7 separate regions of the Mus musculus genome follow, and all the other regions are linked to region 1. Evidence: chromatin contacts called from public HiChIP or PLAC-seq and promoter capture Hi-C data. All regions are on one chromosome and are shown on one strand. Each heading gives the region's core, a stretch centred on a gene start, on an enhancer-like site or on the middle of the called end of the contact. The rest is flanking DNA. Distances are from core to core; before and after follow the strand shown.

Region 1 (3,301 bases), core at 512-3,011:
GGTTGTTGGGGGTGGCTGGGATACGTCTTGGCTTCCCAAGGGAGAACGCAGGAGTTCCTCAGCTCCTCAACGCTCTGTTCCTGGCACTTTCTACCTCATTCTGACCTTAGTTTCTCCTTCACAGTCCCCTTTGAAGCTAAGTCCCCTGCCTCTCCTTTGCCCCTAAGCACATCTTTATGATTATATTGGGCATACCTGGATAAGTCAATATCATTTCTCCATCTCAAGAGTTTAGCTCAATGACATCTGTGAAGTCTCCTTTGCCATGAAAAATAATAGGTTCTGGGAATTCAATCTTTGGGTTGCATTATTCTGCCTGCCACAACCTGGGAGGAATCACCCACACACCCACACACCCACCTCTGAATGTGTGCTGAGTAACTACTTACTGTACCCTGAACCAACGCTAAGAAACATACCATCCAGCTCTGTGGCCTTGCCTGATTATATAACCGGCTTGTTGAACTGCAGGCATTATCTCCTGGCTCCCAGACATGCTGCGCGGAAAGCGTCTGCAGGCATCTCTGTCCACTTCAGGAAGATGCAGAAATTATTAGATGCTCTTTTAACTGTGACTAGACAGAAGGAAAACGCTGGAAGAAGCAGAGGAGAGAGAGAAAACAAATCCACTTGCAGCGGCTGATGTGAAGGGAGATTGGTAAACGGGAAGGCAATGTAATGAAGGTCGAGCAAACTCAAATAAATGTGTCCTTTTTCTCCCACTAATCGTCCATTCGAGAAACGTACCTTGAGGGTTTGAGTGAACTTCTGTATGAACTAAGCTAGTGAAATGCTATGTTGCGTGCTGGTGGGAGGAGTGGGAGCCAACTAAACGTTCTCCAGTAACTAGACAAGTATATGCCTCCACATTACAGAAAACCCAGCCACATAAAGGACAGAGATTTAGGGAAAATTTGTGACGGAACTCAGGATCTACCACTAAGTTACATCCTAACACCCTTTATATTTGTGCTGGAGGTCTCCATCTCTAGCTCAGGCTGGCCTTGAATTTACTTCAACAAGTGAGATAGCCTGTCCCACCTGGAGAAACCAAAAATCTGGTTTCGAATCTTGGTTGTTTATTATTTCATATAATTAAGCAGGCAAGCAGCCGCACAAACTGAGCAGCGGCAGAGGGTAGGGGGCACGCAAAAGTATGTTGTTAACCATGGTTATTCCTGAGTAATGGAACAATCCTATTTTGCCTTCATTTGTATTTCGTATGGGCTGAAAATAAAGGGGAATGGAGAATTCTGAGAGAGAATGCCTCCTAGATTGCTTACCTGGAGGTTTTTTTAGGTAGTTACAAACACGACCCAAGATGTCCCTCTAGTGGAAGGAACGCGGCTGCAACTGGCACCTGATGGAGGCTTTGTAAAATAACTTACTGAGTTCAAGACCTTTGCAAACAAGAGACTGAAACTCATAAGGTATTGTGCTTATTAAAAATTTTCAAGGCGGGGAGGGGGAGGAATACTTGCAAAAGTAGAGACAAAACCCTCACACTAGGAAAACGATGTCGATTCTGGATGCACTTGGAATACTGACAGCAACATTCTGAACTGTCGGTATTGGAGGATTACGCGGATTAGACTTCTCTGTTTGCATTTTGTTAGTTTATGCCTAGGTCTAGAGAGCCAAAGGATGGGGAACCTAAACACACGCGCGCGCACGCGCGCTAACGCTTTCTGCGCCTCTCGGCTGAGTTCGGGTAGACCTGCCCTGGGCTCGGGCACATTCCGGCCACACTTGTCCCCGCCTCGATTCCTTTTCGGCTACAATCGGTTGGCTCTCTTGAACTCGGCTCCCTTCGGCTACATCCGGCCTCTCTCAGTCGGCCATTGCAGTTACATCTGTTCTGCGCTCCTTCGGCCCTGGCGTCTCTCCCTGCGTTCGGCCAGCGTTCGGCTGGACTCGGCTCTTTCCGTCAGCGTGCGGCCGCGGTCCCGGAAGGGCGCCCATGGAGCCAGGCCTGTCGGGCGAACGGCGGAGTATGGCGCCGCTGTTGGAGTACGAGAGGCAGCAGGTGCTGGAACTGCTCGACAGCGACGGGCTGGTGGTGTGTGCCCGCGGACTCGGCACCGACCGGCTCCTCTACCATTTCCTGCGGCTTCACTGCCACCCGGCCTGCCTGGTGCTGGTGCTCAACACGCAGCCGGCCGAGGAGGTGCGACTGCGGGATGGGTAGACCCAAGGGTTTGGGGGACATCCGATGCGAGATCGGCGCGGTAGGAACGCGGAGCTGTACGGTTGCAGGGACTCCGAGCCCATGCAGATCTTAAACAGGGCACGAAAGGGAATGAATTAAGATCCCAGGGGGGAGATGCGGGGCACCTACACAGTTCCAAGTCGCTGCGAAGGAGGGAAGGGAACCCCAGGGAAATTGAAGTGGCTGCCACGACAAGGGAGGGCATTGAGTGAGGGTCCTGGAAGGAGATCCTGGACTCTGACACTGCGGGATGACTGCCAAGTATAGAATGCATCCCAAGAAAGTCTTGGGTTCCTCTATTGACATGGGAGAGCATTGAATACAGGGCCCAGACACAGTTTGAGGACACTGAGAATACGGGTCCCACACACTCCTTAACACTGAAAAGGAGAGGGGCGAGTAGGCTACACATTGAGGTAGAGTAGTGGATTGAATTGCACTGCAAAGGAGAGACGGTATCAGAATCTGGGTAGGAATAGTGTTTGAGTTTGAAGTTGGATATAAGGGTGTTTGGAGGACAGAGTGTGGTCCCTAAAAGGACAATGACGAGGATGATAGGGTCTCTGAGAGTTATTACTTTCTAGTAGAAAAGGAGACCTTGAGACTTAACAAAAGAAGAGGGATTAGGGAAATGGGGGTGGGGGTGCAGAAGTTAAAGCTAAGGGAGCGATCAATCTGGGTTACAGAGAACAGGTGATCCTGAGGACAGTGGAATGAGACATGCCTTGCTGCGGATGTTGAGAGATGTGGACATAGCCTAGCATGATGAATCTGATGATCCCCTAGGTGTAGTGGCCAGGAAGAAAATGTCAGCTGAGAAGAGTCACTAACAACTCCTTTAAAGGCTGAGGCCCTGTTGGATTCCCCAGGAATCTACAGTGCTTGGCATGGTACTTTGTGCAATGTAAGATGCCCAGAAAAGTGGCATTAGACTGAGAGACTAATGGGCCATTGGACCTATGGACATTCTGGCATCTCTCTAGGAAGTATCAATACTGATCTAACAGTCTAAAGTGTTGTCTGCAGAGAGGAATCCCTTGTCTCAAAACCCGACTTTGGCTGGAAGTAGTTTCTAGGTAGTAGAAAACTTTT
Region 2 (3,301 bases), core at 364-2,863, 2.0 Mb before region 1:
GACAGCTCCTCAGACTGATTTAAACTCTTCAATCTTCTCTCAGAGGTCACCCACCAAGTCACGTGTCTCAGATCAAACACTGAGCACTGTTTTCACAGCTGGGCAAACTGAAGTAAATCAATTCCTTGACGTGGGAAAAGGACTGTTAATATGAATCCAAATGACAGGTTGCAACATTCCACCTTGTAAAATACTTTCTGTATTTTCCTTATAAAGACAGTACCAGTCTAGTTGCTCAAGATTCAAACTCCAGGCCAGGTGTGGTGACAAACACTTTTAGTTGGCTTTAAACACTTTAGCATAGCACCTAACACATTGCAAACACTAAAAAAACGAGTCTCTTCCCCCTAAAACTCCTAATTTTTGGCCCATCTTGACCTCAGGGATCTCATATTGTGTTCATTACACTCAATCTGTGCCCACATAAATCTCCCTCTGGACAGAAGTGCCAAGAGGATATGTCAAGTGATAACAGATTTTATAAACTGCAATGTCAAATGATATACTGATGATCTGAGGCAAGGAGTATAATTGAAATATAAACTTTGTATCTATCTACACAATTTTCTGAAAAGATGCACATTAGCTTCCATTCTTCCTAAACTCCAGCCTACTCAGGCCTTTTCCAAGTTTCACAAAAAGACCAAGCTTGCTCAGACTCCAGATCTTTGCACTTAACTGTTTTGTAATAGCTCTTACCCCAGCTCTTCCACCTCTGCCCCTTCCTTTCCTTGTGTAAGTGGCTAATGCCATTTTCCTATGAAGGCCCTTTCTGCCCTACCCAACCTCATCCTTCTATTCCCTGCATAGCACTTATTAAGGTCTCTGAAGTGTTTGTTTATTGTATATCATCACTTCAATGAGAACTCCAGGGAACGGGGATTTTTGTCTTCAGCATTAACGGGTGCTCAGTACAAACGTGCACTGTCAGTATATCAAAGGCTTGCCTGGATTCCCAAAAGCGACTAAGACCCCTAAATGGCTTGTGAATCATCACACTGCAAGCATTAAGGAAAATGGAATGAATTAAAACTGAGCATTATAGCCTGAGCAAGAATTGACATGTGCACCCCGAGAGACCCCAACAGGTGAGAAGCAGCTCAGAAACAGGGCCAAACGCCCTCGGTACATAATTGATATAGAGCAGCACCCTGGAAACGCCTCCACGCCGAACTAGGAGAGTGGGGGACCGCGGCCGCCGGGAAGGTCAAGCCTGTGGTCGCAGGCAAGGTCAGGCTCGACTTCCCCGAGGAAGACAAACAACCCTCGACCCCGGAGGCCCCGAGCTGGCCCCGCGCAGCCGGGGTGGCATAGCTCTGGCCGCGGAGCCTGAGTCCCGGCAGCCTCACCTGCAAGTGAACTTGAGGGCGAAGAGCAGGGCGCAGCCGAGAGCCACGGCCCCGCACAGCAGCTCTGGCCGCTGGCGCGCCATAAGCGAGGCGCCGCGCAAGCCGCGGCGGATCCGGCCCTCCAAGGACGCCGCCGCCCCGGCAGGGCTGAGGGAGCCTGAGCCCTTGGGGCCGCCACCCTCGTCCTCGGCGTCCTCGCTGTTGTTCCCGCCGCCGCCGCCGCGGCCTCCGCATTCCGACATTACATGCTCCCCGTGGCCGGCTTTATACCGTCGCTGCCGCCACCTCGGGCCCGGGGACCCGGCCCCGCACGTCACTCCCGGACCTCGCAGCCAGCGGCGCTCACTAACCCGGACTCTCCACGTCAGCCACACTTCAGAGATGCCCCGCCCTCCGACTCGGAGCCTGCGCGAATGCCGGCTTCCCGCGAAGCCACGCCCTTTGGGGGCCACGCCCTCGAGCCCATGGAGTCTGCGCGGGTGCTCGCAGCACTCGCGGCCGCGTCAGCCTTCCACCGGTCCCGCCTCTCTTGTAGCGACTCTGCGCAGGCTTGCAGTCACTCAAGCTAGACCTTGTCCTTCATTCACTGCGCTGACGCTACATCCTCGCGTCCGGAAGCTAGTTGGTGGTGTCTCCTTAGCGAGTCCTTCCGTTGGTCGGCCCTTCCGGGTACTGTTAGGGCTCAGATTGTCGCTAGTGCGTCAACACTGTTGACAGACCCTTCAGGACATGGGTGCAGTTTGTTATCTCTGCTTTTCAGAAAGTGGGGCGGGGAGGCCTCGTGCAGAGGCGAGAAGGACTGGAGGACACAGTAATAAAACGGAGACCGGGCTGCTCTGTAATGGGGTAGTAATAACGCTGCATGCCTTCTGCTTCAGTTTCTGCTTGCAGGATTCTACCTTGACTTCCTTCAATGATGGTAAAGTGTAACCAAAACAAACCCTTCCCTCCCCAAGTAGCTTTTGTTCATGTGTTTATTACAACAGTAGAAACCTTGAGACAAGTACTGATAAGTGGTAATTACATTCAACAAAAGAACCCAGCTCTAAGTAAAAGGATGGATGTATATTGTGTAATCCCATTTCTATGACCCATGCTTGATGGGCAAATCCACAGAAACATAGCAGACGTGATTAAAGTTTGGAAAGTATTGGAGTCAGGACATTGTCTGCCTCACGCCTCCAAGCAATAAGAATGCAAGGCCAGCCTAAGATACAGGGTGAATTATCTTCATTTTTCCTCCCAAAATTAGGTTTATATGAGTTGTGTATAATTTTTTAAACCAGGCTTAGTGGCACACAACTGTGGTCCCAACCACTCGAGAAAACCAGAGGACCACTTGTACCAGGACTGCATAGAGTTTTCAAGGCCAGACTATGAAATTTAGCAAGGCCCTATTTCAAAATAAAGTTTTGGTTGGGGCTGGAGACAAGGCTCAGTAGTAAGAATACTGCTGTTGCAGAAAACCCAAGTTTGGTTCTAAATTACAGGTAGTGAACTACCTCATACTTCAGGTAATCTGATGTCCTCCAAGGTACACACACATATAATTAAAAATAAAATCTTTTTGTAAAGTTGGTAGGGAGGGCAAAATAATCTAGATCAAATGTTTCCTATGTGGGGCTGGAGAGATTGCTCAGTGATTAAAAGAGCACTGGTTGTTCTAGAAGACCAGTGTTCAATTCCCAGCATCCACACGAGGCTCATAAAAGTTTATAGCTCTAGTGCTAGGGGATCGGACCTCCATGGGCACTGGTTATAATGTTGTACACATAAAATTGTAAGATTATTTTAACAAAACCACCCAATGGAGATAACCAAGTCCTAACATGTGCCAGTTAGTATTAGTTTTCCATACTATCACCAGAGTCCTGGAGGTGACCCCCATCTCCCACCCCCACCCCACACACTACTCACCTTAACAACCTGCAGTTTGCCCAAACTCTTTCCTA
Region 3 (3,301 bases), core at 325-2,824, 1.9 Mb before region 1:
TACCAAACATACAGCCCGTTTGTAAAAAGGTGTTTAAAGACTGCAGTTTGAAACGACAGAAAGTGTATTTAGTAGCTACTTTATGTGACAAATATTAAGTTATCAGAAGTATTTAAGTAACAGACTAGACTAATACACGAACGCAAACTAAGCTTTTATAAGCAACCCTTATAAGGGCCATACTTTTAAAACAATTAAAAGTCTACACGCCATTCAGAAAAAGTCTTAAATCCCGCTTAAAACCGCACATAAATCAATGAGGTTTACTACCACATGTTAGTACTGAGGAATCCTTGTGACATTTAAAAAACTTTTCAAGTATTCAAAATGTTAAGGGTGAAAAAAGGTCTTTGTATTGACAGCCAACAGTTTCTGGCGGATCACAAGCCTGCAATGCATCTTGGGATTCCTTCAGGTCGCTTTAGTGCCACCGATACTTAAAACGCAATTACAGTTCCAAACGTAGAAACTACAGTAGGAGCAGCTCTCTGGGCCAGCGAAGAGACAAGTCCTGTCCCCCAAACCCTAGACTTTCACACCCTCCTCCTGCCGGACTTCAAGCCCTATCAGTCCCCACTTCTGGGCCTCGTGGCACTGACTGGCCCAGGGCTGGCAGGGTCCCATACAGTTCCTATGCCTAGGGGTGAACCGCGTGCGGCCTTCCGCGGCGGGGCAATCGCCCCCGGGTCCCCTGGTCTCTGCTCCTCCTGGCCCAGGCGCCCCAAGCCAAGCAGCTCCCAGACTGGAGGCGCCCCACCCAGACCAGCCGGCGCCGCTGTCAGCGCCCCACGTGCGGGCCGGCCGGCCTCCCGTCCTCTCCACCCAGCCCACCGCGGAACTCCGGCCCCAGGCCGCCGCCCGTGCCTTGGGGATATCCAGCCCGGCAACTTACCCGAAGGGCCTCCCGCGCCGCTGCCTGCTCCGTGGTCGCCTCCGGCTGCGCCAGCTGGGGATAGCGGCGGCTGGGCCGGACCCCGCAGGAAGGACGGCACGAATTCAGCGGCGTGGACGTTGGGGACGAAAGGCTTGGCGTTGACGTTGAGTTGCCGGCTGAAAGCCGCGCTGAGGTTCTCACGCTGGGCCTCGGCCACCGCGGCCATGGAGCCGCTGCCGCTCCCGCCGCCGCCGCAAGGCCCGGGCCCGGGGGCCTCCATATCCGTCTGGTCCCAGCAGTCGGGCGCAGAGTCGCTGCTGCTGCTGCTCCCGCCGCCGCCGCCACCGCCGCCACCGCCGCTGCTAGGATCCATGATCGGGGGGGCCGTGTGTGTGGTGAAGAGAGGGCGGGAAATGGAGGCGGGGGCGGCCGACCGGGGAGGAGCAGGCCGCGCTGACCCGGGGAGGACGGCAAGACTGGGGAGCTGACAGTCAATGACTCACTCGCCGGCGTCCTGGGCAGCAGCTACAGTCCAGACAGTACACTCGAGACCAGGTCGACAGCGGCTCAACCCTCCTCGTGTGTGCGAAAGGATCTCCTCCCACCCAACCCCAACTACCGCCGCCGGCCTCACCGCCAACCCCACGTTTGGAGAGAATTGACCTCTCGCTACCACCCGTACCTTCGCCTCGGTAGTTCCCGTCTGTGTCCGCCCGCGTTTCCGCCTACGAAGCGCGGCCGATAGCTAAACTACAAGTCCCGACAGTACCCGCGAAGACCCGGTGCGGTTTTCTCGGGGGCTGACGGGAGTCGGAGTTCAGCGCTCAAGCGTCACCGGAAGCGGCTGGAACTCCCGGCAGGCAGCGCGAGGAGGCAGAAGTCTGGTGGCCCATCTGTCGCAGGGTGGGGGTAGGGGTAGGCTCTACTCGGCTAGGGCAAGACGGTGGGCCGAGCCCTTCCGCACGAGGCGACGATCCACCCTAGCCTGTGAGAACACCCGGTCCGCAGGCCTAACCTAGAGGAATTTTTTTTTCTTCTCCCTTTTCGGCGCCTTTTCTGTCTCCCAGTCTATATACCTTATTCTCTTTCTCTCCACCCGCAGCCAGAGTTTGCCCTACATTTCAAAGCCGGCGGGAGGCGTCTTTCCTTTTATGTATTCATTTTTGGAAGAGGCAGTAAAACCATGAGATGTTACAGCTGAAACTGCGTGTGGCTCATAAAGGTCCAAGGATGTCCGGCAAAAGGATCCTTAACTGGAAAATTTCAGTGACTCATGTTATGTTTGACTAGTCATTAAAAGCCCGCACCTAAAATGTTTTTTCGTCCTTTCATCCTCCCTGCCAGGAGATTTACAAATTAATCGGGATTGCCATATTTTTTAGTGTACCCAGCGGTACCTAATAGTGGCTATTTTGGTGCTTCCAGTTCCTTAGCTGCCATTAGGTAAAGTGCTGTTCTTTTGAAAGGCCGCATCTGTCAGCTATTCTTACAGTCCTTTAATAATGAGGGCATCTCACACTTTCAAGTTGCATTTTAGTAATTGTGGGGTAAGTGACAAGCAAGAAAAAATAAAATTCACCTTTATTTTTTACTGCACGAAGTAGGAATACCTGTTCTAAATACCTGTTAAATGCTCCTGTAATTCACCCATGGAGACCAAGACAAAGAAAAGTATACTCTTAATTTTACTTGCTCTGAAAAGAGTCTAGACAGAATGCAACTAACCTACTTGGAAATTACAGAGTAACATATTCAAAATGTTCAAACAACGAGTTTTTTTTTTTTTTAAATCTGGATCTAAGATATCTAAATTGGAATGCTGACTTTAAACATTTGTATAATAAAAAGTGAGAATTTGGCCTAACGAGAGAGGTAATAGACAAAGTTGTCAATAATTTTTTGTTTGTTTTGTTTTTGTTTTGTTGGGTTTTTTGGTTTTTCGAGACAGGGTTTCTCTGTATAGCCATGGCTGTCCTGGAACTCACTCTGTAGACCAGGTTGGCCTCGAACTCAGAAATCCACCTGCCTCTGCCTTCCAAGTGCTGGGATTAAAGGCCAGCACCACCAATGCCCGGCTTTGTCAATTACTTTTTAAAGCAAGGCTTCAAACTAGCTCTTTTTTTCTTCTTTTTGTGGTTGGTTAGTTAGGTTTTGGTCGGTTGGTTGGCTGGTTGGTTGGTTGGTTAAGCAGAGACAAATGAAGCCCAGGCTGGCCCTGAACTCCAGTCCTTTTATCTTACTTTCCAAGTGCTGGAACTCTCTGCCTGTCTACCACCAAGCTCAGCTTGAACTGGTTTTTTGTAAATGACTTTTTTTTTCTTGCATGTGTTTTAAGATGTCCTCTTTGTGTGATCCAGACTGACTTGGACTCAAGATCATCTAGTTGAAACTGCTGGAACCTGTACAGCACCACAGTTTTCATCTTTA
Region 4 (3,301 bases), core at 453-2,952, 1.8 Mb before region 1:
TCTTTTTTTTTTTTTTGGTTTTTCGACATATCATTTTCCTTACAGGCTAGCCTTAAGCTCTTGATTCTCTCTGGACTGGGATTATAGGAAGGCAGGACCTGTTCCACACTTGGTCTGCCTCATTTGTGGAGTTGGAGAGCTCCACGTGAAGATGCTAGCATCTGGGGAGAGAGCGCTGTTTGTGTCCTCCCAGGGTGGAAGGTGGAAGATTTTAGCTGAAGCCATGTGAAACCTCTGTAGGACTTAAGACCACTGGTAAAGGGCAGCCTGCAGGTTTAGTCACCTCCCTTTCCTTTCTTTATTGGAATCAAATCCAGGATGGCACACATGTGTTCTTCCACTGAGCTACTACAGTTTCTAGCTCTTCATTATTTTCTTATTTCTGATCAAGAGCCTAAGTTCTCCAGGCTGGGTGACTCCAGCCTCATATCCAGCAGGCAAAATAGTCTTTCAACTCCATATTTAAAATAGGGCAAAACCCTGGATTTCACAGTTGCTGTGAATTTAGCTCTTGTGTTCTCTCAGCACCTACCCACCTTTCCTCTCACTGTTGCCTAGAGTCAGTTGGACAACTCTTGTAGTTCCCTTAACCCACTGACCCACTGTCATTCTCCTCAGACCCATTACAATGCATTCTCATTCTAGAAAGTTCTCTCTCTCTCTCTCTCTCTCTCTCTCTCTCTCTCTCACACACACACACACACACACACACACCCACCACAAATTCTCCCAAGTGCCTCAGGCAGTAATTCGATTCTTCTGTGAATGTTGGTATTAAAGGTGTGCATGGTCACACCAGGATTGTAAGTGAAGTTTCAAATTCTGACTGCATCACTGTGCTTTGCACTTTTATTCCCACATCCATCATCAAGAAAGTACAAACTCTCCTGCCTGCAGGGCCTTGCACGTGCTACTCCAACTACTGAACTATATCCACCACTCCGGTTTTACCACTCCGGTTTTACTTTTTATTTCGAGAGTCTTGAGAAGTTACCCAGAATGGCTTTGAATTCACCTTTTGTTTTTGTTTGTACAGAGAGTTGAAGCTTGGGCCTCCTGCATGCAAGGCATGTGCCCTCTCTACCAAACTTTTTTTTTTTTTTTTTTTTTTTTTCGAGTCAGGGTTTCTCTGTATAGCCCTGGCTGTCCTGCAACTCACTTTGTAGACCAGGCTGGCCTCGAACTCAGAAATCCGGGATTAAAGGCGTGCGTTACCACGCCGGCCATCCACAGCTCTTGAATTCTTGCAGCTCAGGCTCCTGACTTATCCTCTTGAATGTTGGGATTTAAAGCCTGTACCACCAGGCCCTGCAGGCCCATTACTCTTTTTTTCTCTCTTCTCTTTGAGACAGTCTCAAGCAGCCCCATCTAGCCTCGAAATCATTGAGTAGTTCAAGGTTGACCTTGAACTTCTGATCCACCTGCCTTCCCCCGAGTGCTGGTTTGACGGACATGCAACACACTACTCCAAGCTCTCGGTACGCGTATATCGCATCCTTGTCCGAACTTCAGTCTAAATGGATGTCTTTTTCTTGGCTCGGGGATTGGGAGGCATTGATTTTGTGAGGTGCCGGTTCTCTTCCCTGCTACCCTGGGGCGTCGATTTGCCCGAGTATTTTGGTTCCGGGTCGGGAGGCGGGCCCTAGGAGAGTCACTGCTTCCGGGGCGGGGCCAGCGGGCGGGGCGCGCGTTCTCCCGGCCTGTGTGGAGCTCGGCGGCTGCAGACGCGGCGGCGGCGGCAAGGCAGGCGGCGGCCCCGGGAGCAGCAACATGAGCGGTGAGTGGCGGCCCCGCTGCTGTCACCCGCCCCGTAGCGCCACTGCAGCCGCACGCTCCGGGCCCGGTGTGCTCACACGCTGCAGACCCCCGCGGGGTCGCTCGCAGGCTCGGAGCCCTGGCCCGGAGTCTCCTGCACCGCTCCCACTATCCCGGGGCTGGCGCTCCTGTCCCTCTGCCTCACCAGTGACAGCCAACTCCTAGAGCAGAGCTTGCTCCCAATTCCCTCCCAGACAGCCGATCCCTTTGACAGGTTTCCGCACCCCGGATTCTCAGATCTCTGGTACTTGCCTTAGTCCCTCTTTCTCCCGTGACCCTCCTGGGACTCAGCTCCAGTTACCAGCCCCTGGTTTTTAGTTATTCTCTGTTCCAGGTCTCTTCCACCCAGTGACTCCTCTTTCTCCAAAGGCAAAGAGCATCTCTAGACACCCCTGTCACACACAGCAAACCAGAGCGACAGCTCCGGGTCCCCAGAGGTCTCAGTGTTAGGACAGCTTTGTCTTCTTCCCTCCTCTTCCCTGCACCTGTGTCCCCAGAGCTGGCCAGTTAGCCTCGCAGCGTCCCTCTCCCGGTTGTGCCTTTTGTATTTGGGCTGTTAGTTCATGCTTCAGTTCTCTCCATGTCTTCCTCTAGCTCATCGTTTGAAGTCTCCGGTTGTGTCCTGAAGCCCTTTCCTTCTTGCCCAATGCTGAACCTAAATGGGGCTCAAGCGTTGCCCAAGCCAATACCACCAGCAGGGAGGTGGAGCGGGTGGGGAGTCTGGAAGTGAGAGGCAGGTGCTTGTGACGGCTTGTGCTCAGTGATACCGAAGTTTAGTCCCTTTGTCGGAGTCTGTGTCTTCAAGCCTCCCTCTGAAGAGTCCTGATGATGTTTTGATGTTTTGGTGCTAAGTCATTCCTGGGTGTTGCGCGTGGAGATGGGAGTGACTCAGGGAAGGCTTGTGTTGGCTGTTGATTCTCCTGCTGGACTCAGGGATCTGGATTCCCTTAGGAGGACCCGCCTACCCTCGTAGTTTCTGTTTTTTCTTACTGTGCAGCTGGATTTTCGTCTCTGCACCCAGTCTCTAGACTTGCACTCAGGTGTTTCATGGAGCGGAGAGGGTGCTAGGGCAAAGGAGCAAAGGGCAGTCTTAATTTTTTGTTTTTTAAATTATTTCTGTGCATCTTTAAAAAAACGTTAGATGCTTTTTGTTGCTCAAGAGCAAAGTTTATGGAACTGTGGTCTTATTGAGGGGACTAATGGAGGGGTTTTTACAGTTTACGTTCATCTGCCAAAGCAAATTACTGGGTCTAACTTAACACTAATGTTAACAAAAACGTGTGTGCCAGCATCCACCAAAAGGTGATGGAGCCCAATGTACTGGGTTCAAATCCTGGCTCTACCACATAAAGCAATATGCTTTTTTTTTTTTTTTTTTTTTTTTTTTTGGTTTTTGGTTTTTGGTTTTTGGTTTTTCGAGACAGGGTTTTTCTGTATATCCCTGGCTGTCCTGGAACTCACTCTCTAGACCAGGCTGGCCTCGAAC
Region 5 (3,301 bases), core at 376-2,875, 1.7 Mb before region 1:
TTTATGTGCATGCTGTATGCATACCCCATTGTGCAGGTGGAGGTCAAAGGGCAGCTTGTGGGTGAGTTTTCTCCTTTTACCACATAGGTCCTGGGGGGTCAAACTCAGGTCATCAGGCTTACGTGGCAAGTGCTTTTGCCTGTGGTGCCATCTCCCATCTCACTGACCTTTTTTAAAATAAAAAAATTACTTAATTAGTGTGTATGTATGTGTGAATGTGTGTGTGAGTGTGAGTGAGTGTATGAGTGTGTGTATGTATATGTGTGTGAGTATATGTGTGTGAATGTATGTGAGACAGTATGTGAGTGTGTGTGTGAATGTGAGAGTGTATGTGTGTGAGTGTGTATGTGTATATGTGTGTGAGTGTATGTGTGTGTGAGTGTGTGTGTGAGTGTGTGAATGTGTGTGAGAGTGTATGTGTGTGAGTGTGTATGTGTATATGTGTGTGAGTGTATGTGTGTGTGAGTGTGTGTGTGTTTGTGTGTACTCCTTCCTCTGCCTGGGGCCCAAGGCTGGAGCTCCGGCTGTCAGGCCTGGCAGCAAGCCCGTCTGCAGTCTCTGGCCTTGTGTTTAACACGTTGTTCTCAGTGCTGCCTCGCTTTGCTGCCCACTCAGCAGTGCAGTGGCTTCAGGAGCCCCTCATCATCAGATGCTCAGCTCAGAGCCTTTCTGTAGTGGCTCATGATCACCATCAGTGCCACCTCAGTGAGAGAGCACTCCTCGTTCATGCCTCTCTTCTTATCAGGTCACCATCTTACTTCATCATGTCTCCACGTCATTTTCTTTGGCTTAAAAAAAAAACCCACAAAAACTAATAGCCATAGCAGTAAATTAATTAAACCACTCTGGCTCCTGGCAGGATTGCTCATAGGCTGTACCAGCCCAAGAGCTCTGGGTTCTCGAATGAAAGACACACATGTTCATGCACATGGGCATGGACTCGCGCCAGCTGATTTTGATATGCCTTGACTAGCTCAATGGTTGGATACTTCAAAACTTCCCCGAATCCCACTCTGGGATTCCTAGCTTAACACCTTCTAAATGTATATTTTATCTTTCCTGCCCTGTTACCTTCTGGGCAGCCCCCTCCTCCAACCCCCATGGGCCACTTTCCCTTTCCACCTACATTGCTGGATGATTTTTCTCCTATAGCTCTTAAATCTGATCCCTCTGCCTCCAAGTCATGGCCAGTCTCTTGTTCTTCTCCTCTCTCCCTTGCCCAAGCAATCTAAGGGTCCTGCCTCCATCTTCCTGCCCAGCCATTGACTGTACGTCAGTCAATCCTTTATTATCAATTGAAGCCAGCTGGTGGCAGGGGTTCTCAGGTCTGGCAGTGCAGCTTTTGAGAGCCAAATTAAGACAAAGCATTAGAACCAATTCCCAACAGGGCACGACCTGCTATCTCCAAATGAACACAATGTGCTAGCTCACTGTGGTTTTAATAGATACGCCTTAGAGATTCCTCGCATCTTTCCTTGACCTCCCTACCCAGTTCACCCTGATTGTCTCAGCAATCCTGAACCCGACCTCTGTAAGGACTCCAGATGGTATGCATGGCCTGCTCTCCAGCCTGTTGCTTTTCCTGGAAGGGAAGTGGCCAGATCCGGACTTACTTACTGCTGTAGCTTAGAGTCTATACATCATAGAGGTGACCGAGGACTGTGTCAGAATCATGACTTTTGTCAAAGTACTACTTTTCCTGGGAAGCTAACCCCAGCTTTCTTTCCCCATCTTTCAATAAAATACTGACTTCTTGAGCCTTGGTGGGGATTTTTGAAAACGGTCCATTGCACTTAACTCAAAGCAGAGTTTACGTTTTGATTCTGAGTCCCCTTGGGCAATGATTTAATTTCTATAGAACTGGCTTCTGAGGAAGGTGCATGTGCCAGGAAAGCCTGGCCCTCCTCTTGGTTGAATGGGGAAGTCCGCTCTGTGTGTCTTCTCTCTCCATGCGGTGCTTTCAGTTCCTTCTTGGGGTTTCGTTGTTATTGTTATGAACTTGCAAATCTGCTTCTGGTGAAGATGCCTCGGAAGGATGTCTGCTGACCATGTGGAGAGAATACTGAACTGTGTCCAGGGTTACTAACAGAAGTGGTTAGCAATGGTAAAGAATGGCTGGCCTTATTTTTTTTAATGATATATTTATTTATTTTATATATGTGAGTACACTGCCTCTGTCTATAGAAGAGGGCATCAGACCCCATTACAGATTGTTGTAAGCCACCATGTGGTTGCTGGAAATTGAACTCAGATCCACTGGAAGAATAGTCAGTGCTCTTAACTGCTGAGCCATCTATCCTAACCTCATGGTTGGCCTTACTGGGAGAGCTATTTGGATGCTGTTCCTCAACCCATGGGTCCTAGACTGTGAAGATGTCCATGGGGCCCCAGGGAGGGACCTTGACATCTAGGTGGCATAGGGTCAATGCCAATGCAAGGGAAATGAATGCATGAGTGGGTTTCACTATGTTAAGTTCTGGGTGCTGATGCAGGAGAATTGCTAGTTCAAAAGATATCCTGCCTCTGTAAAGAGGAGAATACCTCAGTGGCATGGTGCTTGCCTAGCATGTGCCTGGTTTAATCCCTGTACTGAGAAGCAGTCTGGTATAGTTAGACTAATGTTTCTTGGGGATGTTGTGACTGCTGGCTGTTTTAAAGGTATTTTGATGTTTCATGAAGGCTCATATTTGATACCTGATTTGTCAACTTTTGAGGAGATTACCATCTTGGAAGTTCCTTGGGTCCTTTACTCATTTCAGGAATGAGTAGTCTCTTCAAAGATCAAGTACACATCTAAAAGAAAACAAGTCACAAGCTTTAGAAGCCCTGCTTTCTGGGGCTAGAGAGATGGTTTGGTGGGTCAGAGTGCTTGCTGTGCAAACTTGAGAATCTGAGTTCAAATCTCTATCATCTCCCTGTGTAAAACGTTGGGTATGGCTGTGCATGTGCCTGTCATGCTAGTACTGTGTTGGGCAGAAACCAAGCACTGCTGAGGCTTGATGCTGGCTACCAGCCTTGCTTCAGGTTCAGAGAGAGACTTGTCTCAAAGGACTCTGGTAGAGCGTGATGGAGCAGGACACTCTGTGTCCTCCTTTGGCCTCTTTCTGTGTACATATGCCACACTTACGTGTTCATATACAACACATACTTACCACTTACATATTGCACATGCCAAAAATCACACACACACACACACACACACACATACACACACACACACACCCTATACTGTTCAACATATCCCCACTCTTTCATAGCCATGAAAGGAGTGAAGAAGAGTTGGGTGTGGTGGCAGATGCCA
Region 6 (3,301 bases), core at 457-2,956, 1.5 Mb before region 1:
CCTCCTAATCTGATACATTGACATTGAAGATCCACACTCAGTCACATTTTCTGTATTTGAAAGTTTTTTGGCATTCTTTCTTACTTTCTCAAGGCGCTATATGAAATGTTACTGTTTTTACTGTCAGTCACCCTCTTTGTGGTTATAGCCGTTTGCTTGACTTGCTTTTGACATGGGACTCATGTGCTCTCTGAGAAAGAACCATTGCTATGCTGGGACAGGGATGGCCTTTTCATTATTTTCCCTGGGTTTCAAACAGGAAAGGGCAACATCCCCACTTAACCTGGGTGAAGTCACTTGTCTCTTTAGTCTGTCACAGCAGAGTATTGGCAGCTGTAACCTGTTCAAATGTGAAACAGACTTGAATGTATTTCACAGTTTGCTGGATTAGCAGAATCTTGGACCAAAGAGTGCTACACAGGCCTTGAAATCCCTGCTCCGTTACAGCTGATGCTGAGGGTGGCAATGTCTCTGAAAGACTGCTCTACACTTCTGCCTCTGTATGCCTCAGGAGGGATTGAAGGTAACATCTAAGTGTAAGGGTGATAGTTGCCTTGGGCCACTGTAAGACATGGCCTCTGGGGACAAAGGCAAGGAATCCATATGGCTTCCCCATTTCGATCCTTCCCTAAAGTTCCTATCTTCATATAGTAAGAACGGTCAGACTCGATGGCTGAGCTCCCCACTGGATTCACTGTAAGTGCCAGCCACAGTATGGACAGGAATTGTCTCTGAGCTCATCAAAGCTTTGGGGTGAGAGAGCCATGGACACCCAAGAATATCTCTGGGACCACTTGTCCCCTCAGTGGGCTGCAGAGCTGTATCATGATACTGGATAAGACTGAAGCTATGACTGGTCCTAGCACAGAGGGAGTTCCCAGTCAGGCCCTTCTTTTCTCCTCAGCCTTAGCCTTCTGCTTCTGAGTGGTTTACAGGCAGGCTCTTCTGAAGATGGGTTTCCTCTGTAAGGGTGTGGGGTGTCATAAGGAAAAGGCACCCAGGCCATGCCAGGTCCACATTTTATCATTCAGTTTGCAGCTGCATACTACCTCAAGGGCTGATGCCAACTGAGTTTTGTCTTCAGGCTGAGGGATTATCTACACTATGTAGCTGGCAGGTGATAGCCTGGGATGTATGGTGGTACTGGGGAGGACATGGATGTGGTTTCTGACTGGTTCAGGTAGTGGGGGGATTCCTGCCACATGTGTTTTGTGAGTGTTAAGTGAAGAGTGGGCACATGAGGTCTCTGCCTTATAAGGACTGCTCTGCAGTATTTTCTTGTCCTTCCCCCCATGTCTGGTACAGAGTCACAGACCTTATGTGTAAGCATCTGCTGTGAAAGCATCGAGATCAAGAAGGGGTGTGGAGTTTATCTGTGGGAGAATGTGGGGGGACACGTGGGGTCTTGCATCTGGGAAGCCTAGAGGATTGTACAACTATCTCAAGGTCAGTCTGAACAGTGTTCTCTCCCACAGGCCTCTTGTCAAAGCATGGTGTAGTTGAAATGTGTTGACATGGTTTGTTGACAGTCAAAGAAATGACACTGTACCCCACCAGCCAGCAAAGTACTGCCACCCTGAGATTCTCTCATGGTAACCCTCACTTCTTCCATGACCTTGACCCTGGACTCCTGGACCAGCAGCTACCTCTGCTCTGAGTGTTGTTTATTTGGTTTAATAGTCACTTGCCTCAGCCAACTACCTCGCCATGGCAACACCCTGCAGGACGTTCTGCTATGTTCCCATCAGCTTGCATTCTTCCAAGCTCCTTGCTCAGCATGGCTTCTGTGACCTGTATCTACTGCTGTGTGCTGCTGTGGTTGGTCACTATCTTAGTCATTTCCCTTTAGAGGCATACAGGGCATTCCCAGGTTCATTCCAGGGGCTGGGATGTGTGTGAGCCCTCTTATAGGGCTCAGTCTGCACCCAGCTCCTGCGGGTTAAGTGACACAGCTCAGCACTCATTGGGCCCTTATAGAAACCAACTTTAGTGCTCAAAGCAGACCTAAAAGGTAGGTGATGCCGTCATTGTTGCTTTATGTTGTTGGCTTACTCTGTGGGTGCTTGGTGATGCCTACTATGCACTGGTCACTGCTCTGGGTGCCTGGCAGAAACAGCAGTCATAAAACCACATTGGCTCCTTGAGGGAGTTGGAGGCTGCTGCAGTGCCTGTGTGATAAGGGCTGCTGTAGCATGCAGAGCAGTACTCTGGAGACAAGTCCATCCTCTTCCCAGCTGCAGAGTCTTGGCAATGTAGACAGATTGATTTATTTATTTAATGAGCAAAGAGTGGCAGGGAGTCATAGACTTGTGAGATTATGTAAGCTGCCTGTTGTGCCTAACTCCATTAGAAGACCATTAAGTCTGTTGCATGCAGAAAGGAGAGTGAACCAGTGAGACACAGGTCACGACTTGTTAGGCTTGTGGGCCAGACATGCACAACGTTAACCCATGAGAATAGTTGAAGAACCTTGATTTGAAGAGAGAGGGGTGACAGAAAGGTGTCCCTTGGAGCCATTAGCAGAGACAGAAACTGCATTAAGAGAGTTTCTGCCTGATATGATTGGTATGTCATTAACCTGAAATCCTATGCATGTCCTTCAGCTGTTTGACCGAAGTCCCTGCTCTGTGCCAGGTTATGGTTGCTTTCCTCTTCTGGAGCTAAACATAGAAGGCAGGGACGAAGCAGCGAGGTGGTGGAGCTCAGTGTAGACGTGGCAGGCAGACAGTGGCTTCCCTGTGCTCCTAGTGTGCTCTCACAGCACAGACCATGCTTTTGGAGGTGTGTGTGTGTGTGTGTGTGTATGTATATGTGTGTGTGTGTACGTGTGTGTGTGTGTATGTTTGTGTGTGCGTGTATGTGTGTGTGCGTGTATGTGTGTGTGAGTGTGTGTGCGTGTGTGTATGTTTGTGTGTGCGTGTATGTGTGTGTGCGTGTATGTGTGTGTGTGCGTGTATGTGTGTGTGAGTGTGTGTGCGTGTGTGTATGTTTGTGTGTGCGTGTATGTGTGTGTGCGTGTATGTGTGTGTGTCTGAGTGTGTGTGTGTGTGTGTGTGTGTATGTAGAGGAGGCATGTAGGTCCTTGTGCTCACAGATCAGTACTGGGATAACCAGGAATGTTAAGCACGTAGAGTTGTGTCTTCAAAGGGGGGGACGTATAACCTGTTTTCCACCCAGAAGGCTGGGAGTGGAGAGGATTTAGAGTCTGGTGACCGTTGCACTAGGCGTGTGGCCTAGACCACACCAGATCCTTCCCCAGACCTTTATCATGAGCTCCTTTTTTTCGGCCAATCTATAGAGC
Region 7 (3,301 bases), core at 330-2,829, 1.5 Mb before region 1:
AGTAACTAAATACTAAAAAGCACATCGCGGAAGTGTTTCCTTCTGCACATTTGTCTTTGTAATAAAAAAGGGCATCTCCCTTTTCCTCCTTGATGTGAGATTCACGTCCTCACTTCAGTGCACCCAGGCCTTATGTTCCTCCTCTAACAGTATGCGTATTTTATGTATCATGTTAAATACCTGTGACAAATAGCCTGGCATCATTATGTATATCCTAACATGTAGTAAATGCTGTGTGAGTCCACGTTTGGGAGGAGTCTGCTAGGAGGCAGCAGTCTGGCCAAGTGAGGCTGCTTGCCCAGGGGTCTTCCTGAAGCGTTCAGGGACAGCATTTCAGAACACCCTCTCATGGTTCACTGAATTGCATACTTGAGTGGCCTTGCATTGGCTACAAACGACTTTATAGCACTTCTATCTTTGCTTCTTTGGGAACCAGCCAAATATGTTGAATAATTGAGTTTGGAAGCTTCTATGGCTCAAGCTTGACCAGCTGCATGTGGGGTTGGTGTAGTTTTAGAGCACCCAGCCAGGGCTCTAATCTTCCCTCCAGGAACCAATTACACGGCCTGGAACAGGCTCTCGAAGCTCCTGAGTTCAGAGCTGCTTGTGGAAGGTGGGATCAATCCATCTGCCCCTCAAAGCTGTCATAAGAAGCTGACTAAGAACATGGGAAAGATGTTATTGTGCTGCAGACAGAGTCAATGGTGACGAGCGGTGGCGCCGCTGAGGAGTGTGCAGCCACAGTTAGGAAGGAGCTCATTTCTGTTTTCTCACTTGAACCCAGGGACTTCGTGAATGGAGCTGCATTTATTCCCATTGCACCACTAGCTGGGACATCATCATCACCATTGGTTAATTTATTTTTGCACTGCTAAGTATTGAACTCAGGGTCTTGTACATGGCAGGCAGTCACGCTACCACTTATCTATATGCACCCCCAGCCCCAGCAGGAACTTTATCAACAAACATAACTTAGACAACCCTTGGACAAGTGTTGTTAAGGGTTGAAATGGTCTAACCATAAACTGCCAGACTCATTCAACTCAAGGTTGCATGCCACTGCTGGGTGCACAGTGCCATGGTCTCTGGCAGGAGGGAGACTGCCAGGAGCAGGGGCTCAGCATGGGCAGGGCCACTCCTGAGGCTGATGATGTCCTGCTTGCCTTTCCAGGTGGCTGAGATGCATGGGGAGCTGATTGAGTTCAACGAGCGTCTACACAGGGCCCTGGTGGCCAAGGAAGCCCTGGTGTCCCAAATGAGGCAGGAGCTGATTGACCTCCGAGGACCGGTGAGTGCTCCCCACCAGGAAGCAGGTCTGAGCCCTGCCACTTCACTCTGCTCTCCCTGAGGCTCCACCAGGCTTCTGCTACCCGAGTTAGTTCATTTCTGCCGGTGTCAGTGACCGAGGAAGGTACAGGAAGTAGACAAGCACACACCCTTGTTGCACCTGCAGACTGTATCATTAGAGAGTCATGCAGTTGTATGTGCTTGTCATACAGGCGCATTCCATGTTCCTTCCACAGTGCTGTGCTCTCAACTGACTTAGACCTTCCACTGTGTGTCTGTGCTCTGCTGTGTGGACAGATTTCTGCAGCCAGGAAACAGGCTTCGCTTTGTGTTCTTGTACCCATGCGGTCTGCTGGGATGGAGCTTTTCATTGCTCATTTTTGATTGTTTTTGTTAGGTAGATTGGTTTGAGGAGCATCTGTGTAGGACGAGTCACAGGCAATTGTTTGTTGTTGTAGGGCTGACCTGTGAATTCTGGGATCCCTGCCTTTTTTTTTTTTTTTTTTTTTAACTAGAGGAGTACTAATTGCATCTCCCCAGACACCCCTGGTTAAGAACTGCTTGATGCTTTCCTTGGCTCAGTCATTCTGTATCTGATGAGACAACCTGTGATCAGTCATGTCCTTTAGACGTTTACTTTCATCCCAACTTGGAACATTTCAAGCTGTGATGCTGTCAGGTTGGATGCTGGTCCTTCCATGCATGCCCACCATAGCTTCATCTTCATTAAACACTTCCTATGCAAAACAGCAAGTTCCAAAGGTTGGCAGGGAAGCAGTGAGCATGCTCAGGTCTCCATTGCCAAGCTTGGCTCTCACCAGCTGCCGTCAGTTCTATTTCAACATACCACTTCCTGTTTCCCCCTTCCATATTATCTGAGTCAAACACTAAGTAAGTAATATTTTATCTCTGCATCCTACTGTATATGTCGAAAATAAGAAAATGCTCTTCTATCTTGTTTTGCAGTATCTGGTGGATGTCCCTGGGAGGCCTGCCCTTTTCTGAGGGGAGGGCAGAGGTGGGATGGGCCTGGGGCACAGGGGAGGTACAGGGGAGAGATTTGGGGAGGTGATGGAGGGGAAACTGCAGTTGGGATATAATATACAAGAGACAAATTTAAACAAAAGGGAAAACCTTTTAGAAATAAGAAACTGTAAATGCCATGCCACCCCACCTCTTATGTCCTAAATCCTTTACAGCAGCAAGAAGCAGTATTCAAATGTCCAACTGTCTCATTTTTAATAACTTCCTAAAATCCGGGATCCACATGAGGCTCACATGTTATAATTTCATTGATTGCCTCTTAGGTTTTTTCCTCACAATTTAAAAATGGATGTAAAAGTACCTACCTCATTCCAACCATTTTAGCAGACAGCTCAGCAGTGTATTTTCCTGTGTTGTGCAGCCGTCCCCACCATGGTGCCATGCTTCTCTGGAGACTGACTGACTCTCCACCTGCAACAAAACCCTACTCCTTTCTTCTTCCCTCAGCCTTTGCTGTCCACCATCCTGCCTTTGGGAATCTGGCTTTTTTCTTACATTTTGTCTGTTGGGTCCTCCCTCCTCTCTCTCTCTCTCTCTCCCTTGCAGTTGATATACAACACTGGGTTGTTCCCATCCTGGAGTTTTATACTGGCTTCCCTGATGACATCACTGAATGGTGCTGCGGCTCACCCCTCCCGTTTTCATTTTCCTTAAGCGGATACTTGAGCCTAGATGTGTAAGATTGGTTTCGTGTCACTGATGGTGTGATTCTGGTTGGACTGTTTCCTGTCAGCTCTCCTGCAAACTCTGCTGTCTCTTTATTCATCCATCTCTTGTTACTCCCTAGGCCGGTTATTCTGTGTCTCCATCAGGTTAGTGGTTCCTCTTCTTGATGCTTCTGTAGTGCTGTGAATAAGAAGGACAGTGAGTCTCCCATGAATAGAGTTCCAGCTTTCAGGGATGGCTGAAGAGGGGACCATGGGCAGACAGGAAGTGAGCAGTGGCCCATTTCTTAGAATACCCTCAGTTT

What was found. Promoter capture Hi-C pulls out the DNA fragments that hold promoters and counts their contacts. HiChIP or PLAC-seq counts read pairs in DNA pulled down with a chosen protein or histone mark.
Region 2: an H3K27ac HiChIP or PLAC-seq map of extraembryonic endoderm stem cells shows a contact between it and region 1, with 11 times the contacts expected there. The contact joins the promoter of Txndc11 here to the promoter of Ercc4 in region 1. A contact is called at or near these places in 2 of 39 promoter capture datasets (hippocampal neurons and pre-B cells) and 2 of 115 datasets of contacts at active chromatin or transcription factors (astrocytes and extraembryonic endoderm stem cells).
Region 3: a promoter capture Hi-C map of hippocampal neurons shows a contact between it and region 1, with 13 times the contacts expected there. The contact joins the promoter of Gspt1 here to the promoter of Ercc4 in region 1. A contact is called at or near these places in 2 of 39 promoter capture datasets (the C10 cell line and hippocampal neurons), 5 of 115 datasets of contacts at active chromatin or transcription factors (astrocytes, embryonic stem cells, extraembryonic endoderm stem cells and 2 more) and 1 of 9 other capture datasets (liver).
Region 4: a promoter capture Hi-C map of hippocampal neurons shows a contact between it and region 1, with 10 times the contacts expected there. The contact joins the promoter of Snx29 here to the promoter of Ercc4 in region 1. A contact is called at or near these places in 6 of 39 promoter capture datasets (the C10 cell line, cranial neural crest, embryonic stem cells and 3 more) and 4 of 115 datasets of contacts at active chromatin or transcription factors (astrocytes, embryonic stem cells and large pre-B cells).
Region 5: a contact with region 1 is called in an H3K27ac HiChIP or PLAC-seq map of large pre-B cells, with 11 times the contacts expected there. The contact joins the enhancer-like site here to the promoter of Ercc4 in region 1. A contact is called at or near these places in 3 of 39 promoter capture datasets (the C10 cell line, hippocampal neurons and pre-B cells), 2 of 115 datasets of contacts at active chromatin or transcription factors (embryonic stem cells and large pre-B cells) and 2 of 9 other capture datasets (embryonic stem cells and liver).
Region 6: a promoter capture Hi-C map of liver shows a contact between it and region 1, with 6 times the contacts expected there. The contact joins the enhancer-like site here to the promoter of Ercc4 in region 1. A contact is called at or near these places in 7 of 39 promoter capture datasets (the 3T3-L1 cell line, 3T3-L1-derived adipocytes, cranial neural crest and 2 more), 2 of 484 Hi-C or Micro-C datasets (the N1E-115 cell line and cortical neurons) and 4 of 115 datasets of contacts at active chromatin or transcription factors (astrocytes, embryonic forebrain, embryonic stem cells and 1 more).
Region 7: a contact with region 1 is called in a promoter capture Hi-C map of hippocampal neurons, with 10 times the contacts expected there. The contact joins the enhancer-like site here to the promoter of Ercc4 in region 1. A contact is called at or near these places in 5 of 39 promoter capture datasets (the 3T3-L1 cell line, the C10 cell line, hippocampal neurons and 1 more) and 3 of 115 datasets of contacts at active chromatin or transcription factors (differentiating embryonic stem cells, large pre-B cells and stem cell-derived neural progenitor cells).

Annotation. Positions count from the first base shown.
Region 1 is chr16:13,107,975-13,111,275 of GRCm38.p6, forward strand. Ercc4 (excision repair cross-complementing rodent repair deficiency, complementation group 4) reads left to right here and starts at 1,762. Exons shown (of 11, transcript NM_015769.2): 1 at 1,762-2,167. The coding sequence starts at 1,961.
Region 2 is chr16:11,132,919-11,136,219 of GRCm38.p6, forward strand. Txndc11 (thioredoxin domain containing 11) reads right to left here and starts at 1,614. Exons shown (of 12, transcript NM_029582.2): 1 at 1,350-1,614. The coding sequence starts at 1,591.
Region 3 is chr16:11,252,751-11,256,051 of GRCm38.p6, forward strand. It overlaps Gspt1 (G1 to S phase transition 1), which reads right to left and starts at 1,575. Exons shown (of 15, transcript NM_146066.2): 1 at 893-1,575. The coding sequence starts at 1,247. It overlaps LOC115488671, which reads right to left and starts at 886. Exons shown (of 2, transcript XM_030249388.1): 1 at 1-886. It overlaps Mir1945 (microRNA 1945), which reads right to left and starts at 1,695; the gene lies at 1,618-1,695.
Region 4 is chr16:11,321,202-11,324,502 of GRCm38.p6, forward strand. Snx29 (sorting nexin 29) reads left to right here and starts at 1,703. Exons shown (of 21, transcript NM_028964.4): 1 at 1,703-1,777. The coding sequence starts at 1,771.
Region 5 is chr16:11,384,011-11,387,311 of GRCm38.p6, forward strand. All of the region lies in intron 4 of Snx29 (sorting nexin 29), which reads left to right. Among named protein-coding and RNA genes, the nearest start is that of Snx29, 63 kb to the left of the region's middle. Within about 2 kb of position 1,626, at least 73 of the 459 cell types and tissues checked have an H3K27ac peak or open chromatin away from gene starts, as enhancers often do. A contact at or near this core is called in pre-B cells, where this site is marked.
Region 6 is chr16:11,587,820-11,591,120 of GRCm38.p6, forward strand. All of the region lies in intron 15 of Snx29 (sorting nexin 29), which reads left to right. Gm32100 (a long non-coding RNA gene) reads left to right here. Exons shown (of 2, transcript XR_384676.2): 2 at 379-712. Among named protein-coding and RNA genes, the nearest start is that of Gm32100, 5.8 kb to the left of the region's middle. Within about 2 kb of position 1,707, at least 25 of the 459 cell types and tissues checked have an H3K27ac peak or open chromatin away from gene starts, as enhancers often do. A contact at or near this core is called in the N1E-115 cell line, astrocytes and liver, where this site is marked.
Region 7 is chr16:11,630,287-11,633,587 of GRCm38.p6, forward strand. Snx29 (sorting nexin 29) reads left to right here. Exons shown (of 21, transcript NM_028964.4): 16 at 1,172-1,288. Among named protein-coding and RNA genes, the nearest start is that of Gm32100, 48 kb to the left of the region's middle. Within about 2 kb of position 1,580, at least 37 of the 459 cell types and tissues checked have an H3K27ac peak or open chromatin away from gene starts, as enhancers often do.